Regions from separate parts of the Hordeum vulgare genome. Here region 1 is linked to region 2. A link is a contact called in public HiChIP or PLAC-seq data. All regions are on one chromosome and are shown on one strand. Each heading gives the region's core, a stretch centred on a gene start, on an enhancer-like site or on the middle of the called end of the contact. The rest is flanking DNA. Distances are from core to core; before and after follow the strand shown. Region 1 holds the start of LOC123401337 (NAP1-related protein 2). Region 2 holds the start of LOC123403510.

Region 1 (5,490 bases), core at 1,188-3,687, 400 kb after region 2:
ATAGGTTATGCCATTGTGGAATAGAGCATTTTATCAGTTGCATCTAGTTTCTATTACTTCCTTTTGCCCTAGGCACAAGTGATGCAATTAAGGCATCATAATTACCAAGAGGGAATGGTACTTACAAGAGTGATGGAGTAGCCTGACTTGACATCTTTAGAATCATCCACATCGACAGACTCCAAGTACTTGAACATCTATTATAACAGACAAAATGAAAACTTATATGTTATGTTACATAATATTTCAAGTAAACAGAAACCAACTTCATGTCAGAGAAATAAAATACCTTTTGATCCTCTTCAGTCAAAAGCTCACTGAGGAGAGGATGACTTAGAAACTGCAAGCAGCACATAACATAATACGTAAGAATGTGAATGTGAACATGTTGATTGACAGCTGCAACAAACATCAAAGCTGTTATTGCGTAATAAATAGTCTGCATACCGCTGTCAGCCAAAAGTCTGGAATTGTTTTGATGATGTCACACCTCCGAAGATAGACAGGTCTGCGAATCTCACTGTACTTCTGCTCAACCTCCAAAACCTTATCACTTGCTTCTTCATTAACCTGTTAGCAATGGATGAAATTAACATAAGCAACTCCACTTCACATTTGGGCATGTACAAAGAAGGTTTTACATGACAGCCTAACTCTTAAAACACAAAAGAAACTAGGAGCAGTTTTAAAATAATCATGGATGAACTCAACATTTCCTAATAGACTTGAGGCACCATAAAACGTGAAAGGTGACTTTGGGACATCATATCAGTGCTATGCCTCACTCACGGGTATTTGAACAATTCTTTGTGGTGCTGTCACAAAACTCCCCTCTTGATGCTAAACCATAGCTCTAAGTGAGTAATATTGCACAACTTCTAAGAACGATATGCTTTTTTTTCATTTTCCAGTGCCGTTTAAAAACTGCAGTCAAGCACAATAGGTATACTAAGGATTACATATCCTAGTGGCAACAACCCGGTTAACACTGGAAACCAAACACAATGTCCTAGCCCAGGAGATTGTAGAACAAGCTGTACACATTGTGGCCAATATGAGCATACTATGTTTCTACCAACCAAGCGAAATTGAATAATAGTTGGTCAAGGAATAATTGGTGAGTAAAATTGGCTGGGGAAGCAAATAAGACATCTAAACAAAAGTCAATCACTTTCTGTCTGGTGTATTCGATAAGATACTGTAGTGGCAAGACAGCAAACAAGCAAGCACAGTAACTTCACGCTTATTGTAATTGTCTAAATCAAGGAAAGCAACATGCACACTTTCTATAGCCAACCAGTTACCAGTATCAATTGACTTTTACATCCAAAATTTGGACAAAACAATTCAAACTCGTTACTAGCAGCTCCAGATGGAGCTGTGAGAGGGTGGTAGCCAATCTAGAATCCAGCCTTTGCAGACCAACCTCAGGAACCAATATGGGGCCGAGAAATGAAAATCGAGACTTACTTCTTCAATCACTTGCATCCGGGAAGTTCAATTGCAAACTGGCGCCAACTTGAGCCACTAGGTTATTAGAGTTATCTTACTAACTAAGTTGGGACATGCCAACCAAAAGAGGAGTCGTGGAAATTGAATTTTATTAATACATTAGATGATTTTTTGCATTTCAAAATGTTTACTGCATAGATATAAATCCTCAAACAGCCTACATATAAACCCTTGATTGCCCGTCCACTACGAAACCTCCTAAACAATTTGCGTGCCTTTTAATACTCTAAAATTTAAAATTTCACTTGCCAGAAGCTCACGCGTGAATCAATCGATAGAATACACTCCTCAGTTCATATAGGTTCTAACAACAAAATTCGCAATATCACAGCTTTTGAGCAAGTACGGCCTGCGGTAATCCCGTGCAGCTGCTACCACCAGTCCGCGCAGCTAAGACAACGAGTAGCGGAGAAGTCTACCAAACAGTAATCAGCAACCCCTCCACCAAATTACGTACTCTCGAATTTGACGAAATCACCCCGGTCCAATAAACCAACTGAGAAACCCAGCTGTGCAACCAACCCAACACTTACGACGCAACAAATCAGATCGGGGGAGGGGCAGCTCACCTTCTCGAGCTCGTCCTGGATCTCCTGGAGCCTCTCGATGGAGAGGACGAGGGCACCGTCGATCTGCTCGTTCTCCTCGCCAACGTCGGTGTCGGTCTTGGCCTTCTTCCCCTTGTCCGCCGGCGCCGTCATAGTCGCCTGTCTAGGGTTTTAGCCTCCGACCTGCGCCGCGGAGAGAGAGGGAGTGTGTGCGTTTGTTAGAAGCGGGCAGAGCAGAAGGGAGGCGGAGCTGAGGGGGACGATGCGGAGCTGCCGGATTTTTATAGTGGACGGCGCGGAGATACGCGTCGAGTCGGGATTGAGGCGATTCGGGGTGGGCTGGGCCGTTGGATTCGCGTGGTTTTGTCCCTACGCCAGGGTTTTCTAAAACCCTAACCCTAAGGATCGGGCGCGAGGGTCTTGTCTTGTTAGTTCGCCCACAAAACAGCTTTGCACCTCTTAAACACGAGCTTAAAAAAAGGCTGCTAGGCACCATCGACTGTCACTCGACGATTGTCCGATCTACGCGCCCAGCCATCCGATTTGCTCGTGCGGGGCTTCGGCCGGACGTTTAATAATTTCTGAAACAATGATCGAGTTGCACAAACAATCGTTTTGTTGTAAAAAAAATAAACTTTGGACCCATTAATTCCTGTAACAACCGTCGAGTTTTAAAAATAATCGTTTTGTTGTAGGAAAAATAAATCTTTGTCTTTCTGTAACATAGGTATTGTTGCGGAAGATATTTTTACAACAAAGTTCATATTTGCGGAAACTCGTCGTTGTGTCGTATTCCTGCAACAAGACATTCGTTGCAAAAAAATGCAACACTGACCATGTTGCGAAAACTTGCCGCTCTGTCGTAATTGCACTAGTTTTGGTGTCATCATTTCGCAACAATGTCGTTGTTTTAGAAACTCATCTGCGGATCTGCTCGAAGGAGCCTCTCGGCCGCATGAGGTCTCCCCCGATTGTTGCAGAGCACCGGTGGCCATAGTAGCCGAGCACCGACCTTGTAGCACCGGCTATGAGCTTCATGGCAGTGTGGCCTGACGGCGCGTTAGTGGCTCCTAGCAACCGCAAACAGCGTGACCGCGTATCCACAAATTGACAGCTTGGGGCGTCATGGCTTGCTGCAAAAACCGAGTACTGGGAGGAGTAAGGGTTGCTTGCTACAAGAAATGAGGAACAACCATGGCTGCTAATTACTAGAATCAGCAAAAGTGTGTTGGCTGCTTGACTGGAAGACGCTTCGTGCCCGAGGACTTACCAGATGTATGGATCTAAGAGAAAGAGGAGAGCGGCTTGAGATATTTTGAGAAGATGGATAAGCCTTGATTTCTGTCGAAGAGATACTGTCGTGGGTATAAGTCTGACAGTAGAAGTACGGGGTACGAAAGTATATGGGCAGAGCCTTAGCTACGGCGAGGATGTATGAGTTCAGGCCCCTCTACGGTGGAGGTAAAAGTCCTACGTCTCAGTGCTCTTGGGAGCTTTGTGTCGAGTGTATTAAGGGATTACAGCAAGTGCCAACCCCTGTACCAGTGGTGAAGGGCGGCTTATATAGAGTGCGCTGCCCTTCATAATGGTCCGGTGGACAGGGGTGGAGTAGTGGCGAGTAAATGCTGGCGTTACTGGTAACGTAAGCCTTAAATGCTAGTTATGGTGTATGAAAACGTATGACCATTGCCCTCCTAGGAGGTTACGATGTACATAGTGGATTCCAGTCGGCACGTTAGATATGCTCCGAGTGGACCGTCGCCGACTGGATGATGGGGGCGTCCTTAGTTCACTCGGAACTGTCTAAGGGCCTTGTCTCCTATGAAGGGTAGTCCTTGGGTAGGACCTATAGGGCAGACCTATGACCCTACCCTGGGACTATAACCCCGTCATTAGTCCCCGAATGGATCGGGGCTGGAACGATGAAGTGATGTCTGGAGTTTGGAGCCGACTGGTATTGAGGTGATCTTAGTGTTGTCTGCCTCGATCCATTTTATCTTTGCGGCTAGTGATCCGAGTGAATATGCAAGCGAAACGAACCGTGAGGGACCTATTGCTTCCGCGGAATCTTTCGACGACACCGGTCATACTCACAGCGCCGGAATTTCCGGGATTCTCAAATTTCGGTTACCGCGCGCTCAGCGGGGATGACGTCATCGCCATCGAGTAGATTTCGGCTCCTCGATTACCGCGCCGCGATCTTCTCCACTAATCTTGCAGCAGACGGTTGGGAGGATAAGATCTTGGGCCCACCTGGAGGTGATTCAGTCGGAGACCTTTTAAAGCCTTCCTGGCGGACCTTCCTGTTGCGCTGCTCGTCTTCCTCCCATTGATCTCGCCTCCCCGCAACTCCATGCACACCTCTAGCCACCTCCTTCCCCTCCTCCTCTGCGGATCCGTCGCCCTCGCCATGACGAAGGGGCAGACCAGCAAGCTTGAGGTGAAGAAGAAGAAGAAGGGGGCGGCCTCCACTCAGCGGCGGAAGCGGGCGTTGCTGGCGGGCTGGATCCAGGGGGACTTCCTCCCCTCCGCGGTGAGGAAGACCGACGTGCTGGAGCTGGTGGAGCACGACATGGTCGTCGATAAGTCTTGGAGGCTACCGGAAGGCGAGATGGAGCCGGTGTCGATGGAGGGGGAGCGCGTCCTGCTGCTCAGCCACGTGGCAGAGGTTTCTCCCTGCCTCCCCATCCTTTCTTCCGAGGTATTATGAACTACTTCGGGGCGCAGCTCCATCACTTTCCGCCGAATGCGATAGCTCATCTTTCGGCATTCATCACCCTCTGCGAGTGTTTCATAGGATGTCCTCCCCACTGGGGGCTCTTCAAATATGTTTTCTCTGCTAGATCTCAAACGGTTAAGAAACTTAGCCAGTCTGATGATAAGACACACATCCTCCAGCTCTGCGGGGGTTTAGGATTTCCAAAGAAAACGAAAAGTAGTTATCCCTCCCTTCAGCTATCCGAGTCGGTTAGGAACTGGCAATCGTCCTGGTTCTATTGCCAGGACATTGTCTGCCCGAATGCTCCGAGTGGGTTACCACCCTTTAGTTTAGACCGTCCGGGCCCTCCCAGGAAGCTAGCGCTCTCTAAGGGAGAAAAGGCCCAGATCCAGCCTTTGATCGACGCGCTGATAACCGTCGTCCGGAACGGAGTCACCGGCATGGACCTGTTGGAGACTTTTCTGGGTCGACGCATCCAGCCGCTCCAGGCCCGAGACCACGCAATGTGGCATTACACGGGGGCCTTCGGATACCACTCGGTCCCATCCTGAAGACGTGAGCAAGGAGACAGTGGGTGCGTGGATCCGCATCATCACGGGCACATGTGATAACCCCGTGGGAGCTCGGCGGGTGAAGGCCTTCCGCGCCCAAAATCCTCCTCTGAATGAGGTGAGTACATGTTGTCCAGTGCTTTTAACCTTCTCAGTTTTA
Region 2 (5,072 bases), core at 875-3,374:
CTTCGCTCTGGCACATTCCGACGCTCCTCTTCCCCTCCCTCCCCCTCCTCCTCCTTCCCTCACCGCGCGGATCCGTCGGCCGCCCCTCCTCCTCCTCCCCTCGCTGCGCGGATCCATTGGCGGCGGGTCTCTGGCGCGTTGGCGGCTCGGCTTCGACCGGCACCATCAGAGGGAGCAGACAAACGCGATGGCGGGATCATAGAGGAGGTCTGGGGCGCGGTGGCGTCGTGGGGCAGCGTTCCGACGAGGCAGGGACGACCGTAGGTCGGAGATGGACGGATCCCTCCATTTCCCAGCCAAATCCGGCGGCAGCTTGATGTCCTGCGAGATGGAGCTCGCGGAGCGCGACCATGGCTCCATGGGGTAGCTCCGGAAGAAAAGAGAAAGAGAGATGGGGCAGTGAGGAGGAGGAGAGGGAGAGAGAGCACATGAAGGAGAGGGAGAGAGAGAGCACGTGAAGGAGAGGGAGAGGGCAGCGGGGCACCGGCCTGCTGGAGGCGCCGGCGGTGATCGGAGCTCCTGGAGGTGGCGGGGTCGGCGAGGCGCTGGCGGCAGGCGAGGCCATGGCTGCACGCGCAGCCAGCGGCGGGTAGGTGCAGGTCGCGACGTGTGGGGCTGCGGTTGCGGGCTCCGGGGCATCTAGTGGCGACTACACGAGGTGTGTGGTGGGGGAGGCGAGGAGCGGTGCCGAAGTGTGGAGCCACGGCTAGATGTAGGCGCTGGGAGAAGAGAGCGAGAGGAGCGAGAGGCGGTCGGGCAAAGGAGACCGCCAAGCCGCGATTGGCCGCGGTTGCTCTTCTTATCAATTAGTACCACCTTGCCTTTTTGCAAACACAACCATGAATTTATATACATGTTCAAGTTACCCGTCATCAATCACCTTAATAAGTCGGCTTGGAAATTGATGATCGAAAGATAACGAGTGGGTGCCCAGAAAGGAAGTATTGAAGCAAGGAAGGATCTTCGAAATAAGAAAAAAAAGAAAAAAAATGGTGATCGAAGGATAACGAGTGAGTGTCCAGAAAGGTAGGATTGAAGCAAGGAAGGATCTTCGAAAGAAGAAGAAAATAAAACATGAAGGATAAATATGGTGGGCAATTAAACAAGGAGGAATCAGTACTACATGTGGGATAATTAAGAGACGAGATTCCCTAATGAATGCTTAAGAAATATGGTGGGCAATTAAAAGGGGAAATGAAGAAATATTCCTTCCTAAGACATGCTTGCATTGAAAAAAAAATTGTAGCTAGTTGATTAAATTTTTATGTGTGCAATGACCATATTACGTGCTCTACGTCTATCCCTTCTAAGAAGACAACATACACGACGAAACATCACATTTCAACTGAAGGCTGCATTTATGAAAGTGAAGAAGCTCGCTACCTAGGTACATGATGATCCACTAGAGACGGGGAAGGAGATGTTCATAACAAACTCGGACGAGTAAACGGGACGGACGAAAATAAGTTGAAGCATGAGCCATGTGGCAATGTCTCTCATTGCAACGCACGGCATTTGTGCTAGTATTGATTAAAAAATTATATTTTTCTTAATGGCCCTGTATTTAAAACCAGTAATAGAAGCTTCTGCGAATCATGTTTCTTCGTTCCCCCTCAACAACAACAAGAAAAAAAAATCATGTTTCTTCGTTAAGGAAGTAGAATGAAAAATGAGTACCAACAACACAAGATCCTTCACTGGTTGGATGGTCCTTAGACCTCGAGTTCCCAAACCTGAGAAACTCGTGAAACGTCAAATCTCATAGGCGTTGTACACAATTAGGATCAAAACAATGACTTGCCTGCCTTTAACCTGACTCGTACGTACTACTAGTAATCATCCCCCGCAAAAAAAAAAAAAAAAAAAAAAAAAAAAAAAAAAAACTTGACTAGTAATCAGATGCAGATGCTGAAGACATCGCCATCAAATTTCCGCCTCAAATTACCTACCCAACGTGCTGTCACACTTGCACAAAAGCAAACACTCCTGGGAAGGAAGAAGAATCCACCATAGCGGGGGCCCTCGCGAAGCGTACCCCAACGAAATGTGCACCATACAAACAATGAGAGGGAGATCGGCCAATCAGGCAGTCATTTAAGCCAGCTCGGCTGCGCCGCGGGCCGAGCGGAGCCAGGTACTAGGTGCGTGCGTGCGTGGAAAAGAAAGCGCCGTGTGGGAGGCCAACCGGCACCGTCATGTGACGTAGCGGTAGCGCACCCACGAGGATACAACCAGACTCCATCGGCCTGATACCATATACACGCGCCCTCCCTCCTTGTCTAACAGAATCTCTCTCCCTCCAACCCCCCTCTCTCTCTCTCTCCAACAAAACAGAATCTCTCTCTCTCTCTTTCTCTCTCTCTGCGCAAAGACAGCAGGGTCTCCTCCTCCATCTCCTCCATTGAGATAGATCCTAGGTGATTCCCCGCCCTTCTCCCTGAGCAGCCTCTTCTTACCTCCTCCAGGATTTGGTGCTCTGCTCCGTCTTGCTTTCCTTTCCGTTCCTTGTTTGTTTGCTTGCGTGTTTCTTGTCCGACTGTCCATACATATTCCCTTGGCGAATGGATTCTTGATTCAGAGAGTCCCGCCCCCTTCATCGATTGTTTTGAGGTTTCTGCACTGGATGTTGTGATTATGGGAATTCAGCCGTATAAGCTTACTTAGATCTCATTTCCCCTCTTCTTTAATCGGTGGGATTTCGTTTACAATTGGGTTTATCCACATCCACGGTTATATATGATGAGTATGTGGTAGGAGCAAACAGCTCTATATTTTTCTCTCCCTTTTGTTCAGGTGGTACACAGCTAAGGTACGGTTTGCTATTCGATCTTGCTAGCAGATATGGCAAGCCACAGTGTTTTGTTTCCTTCCATTTTAGAGTAGATCATAGTTTGTCCTGTGTTTTCATTTTAGAGTACATCATATATAATTTTTCCATTATAATTCCACTGGGTCGTTTCTTGTAAGTAGGGTAAAAATTGTCTTGCCCTGTGTCTCTTTCAAGTCGTCTCAGGACATGTCTCACATATGGTACCACCTAGTCCTGCTAGAGTACCAATTTCTTGGGTAGAGAACCGCCAATCTGTCTCGTCTCTCGTGTAAGCCAACGTGTGGTCAAGGTGACCTCGGCTAGATTTGGAGTTACAAAGGTAGCATCCCCTAACTCTGGTGCTCTTTCCCACGGCAACAAATCCTGGAACATCAGACCGTCTAGTAAACTGAATAAACACTTCGAATTATCCTGATAATTTCAAAAAAACTTCGAATTATCCTTGAAAATATGCGTGTGGTTATGAATGTTGACCATGCAAGATGGTTCTACTTGGAGGGGTAATATTTTAAAGCTGTAGCTATTAGGTACGACTTGGACTAACCTAACCAAATCCGCTAGTTATATAATACGGTGTGTTTCGCAGATTTATCGATCGGTATGAACTAGGGGATTTTATTGCGTGATTCTGTCATCTGCTCAATAGGGGTCGAGAGGATTCGCTGTCATAAAGGTTCAAATATTGCACAAATTGCTCGACTAAATTTAGCCTACCAGTATGTGGCTCCTATGCAAAGGAGGCTTTGACTTATTCTATTGTGTGCTTGACACGCCCTTTTATGTCATGATATTCTGACGATAGAGGATTCTTTTTGGTGAAAAGAGAGCTTTCATTAATCAAATATGCTATGGTACAATTGGCATCCTGTCTACCAAATAAGTTCATTTGTGCCAGTTTGTTATACCTTCCCATCCACTTTCTATGAACCATGTAAGGATTTGGATTCGCCGAAAAGGAACTTCAATTTTGCAAGGAGGTTTTGATTGATTTTTTTTGGTCATATCCAGTCATTCCTAACTTTTGGATCTCCGTACTCATTTCACTTCTCTGGTCAAGTTGAACTGCATCTCATGAATATTCACTCTACCACAGACCTTTGTTTGTCTACTAGTACTAGTTTAGTCCTCCTTTGAATGATTGTGTTAGATTCCAAGATTTTCTGTGGTTCGAGTGGAGCCAGATCAAATCAGACCAGTGGGACGACCACGGCCCCACAAAAAAAAAACAAGCAGGCAGGGCAGGTTCTTGTAGCCTCAAAAAAACAGGCAGGCAGGGCAGAGTAGTTTGAGCAACTTAACATCCTCTTCACGAGCCAATCTTCACGAGCCAATGATTTATTCTTTTAGGAAGTTGTGTGCTGGTTAAACTGGTAACTCTTTTTTGTTTTTATTTTTGTTATGAGAAATTCCTGATTTGTTCTTTCAGTTGATCGGCACTGGTTTATTCCAATATGCATTTAATATTGCTTTTTTAGAGTCATGTTAAGTTCTACTCCCTCTGTATCATAATATTTGTTGTTGAGGAGAACTAGATTAGGGTATGAACTCCATCTGAGTTGCTAATTCCAATTTTTTTTTTTTGCAGTACCAGTGTAGTTTGAAGATTATCTTGGCAATTGAGCTCTTGTGCTTCTGCCTAATGCTCAAGAATTTATAAACAAATCAAGAAAAAGGAAAAGGGGACAGTGGATGGTCAGTCAAATATCAGATCAGATCATCGCTGTATCAGACGGTTAGTCTGCCAGGGCTCAAGTACCTTGTGGGTCACGACTTGTGCTGAGGCCACAAGGTAAATGGACAGGGCAGACACATCAGGTTTTGTTAGTAGCGGATTCAACGGTGCCTCGCTGCTGCTGATATTCTTCGACTTCGTCTACTCTCTCATGCACATATAAAATACCAGATCAAGAATCACCTCATCTTCTGTTGCCCAGAGATACTTGTTCCCCATCCACCACCTTCACTCAGTTAGTTCATGTTCAAAGAATAAACAGGCCCAGTTCAGTCAGTGTCTCAGTGTATATAGGTATAGATGAATGACGGTTACGCAGATATGCGTCACCGTGGAAGCCAGCCCCTGATGGACAGCGCTGGGGTCTTGATGTCCGGGCACTTGGCGCCGGGCAACACCACTGTCGCCCATGGTCAGACCTCATTTTCTCTGGATTTCCGGGGTTCGGCAATGGACAAGTGCAGCCGCGCCAACAGGGGTGTCCAGCGGTCTGGTCGTGTTTCTGCCCAA

Evidence for each region. HiChIP or PLAC-seq counts read pairs in DNA pulled down with a chosen protein or histone mark.
Region 1: an H3K4me3 HiChIP or PLAC-seq map of embryo shows a contact between it and region 2, with 6 times the contacts expected there. The contact joins the promoter of LOC123401337 here to the promoter of LOC123403510 in region 2. A contact is called at or near these places in 1 of 6 Hi-C or Micro-C datasets (leaf) and 1 of 1 datasets of contacts at active chromatin or transcription factors (embryo).

The regions. Positions count from the first base shown.
Region 1 is chr6H:315,176,668-315,182,157 of MorexV3_pseudomolecules_assembly, forward strand. LOC123401337 (NAP1-related protein 2) reads right to left here and starts at 2,438. Exons shown (of 10, transcript XM_045095121.1): 1 at 2,082-2,438; 2 at 448-570; 3 at 290-340; 4 at 126-197. The coding sequence starts at 2,213.
Region 2 is chr6H:314,776,905-314,781,976 of MorexV3_pseudomolecules_assembly, forward strand. It overlaps LOC123403510, which reads left to right and starts at 2,125. Exons shown (of 2, transcript XM_045097441.1): 1 at 2,125-2,417; 2 at 4,416-5,072. The coding sequence starts at 4,863.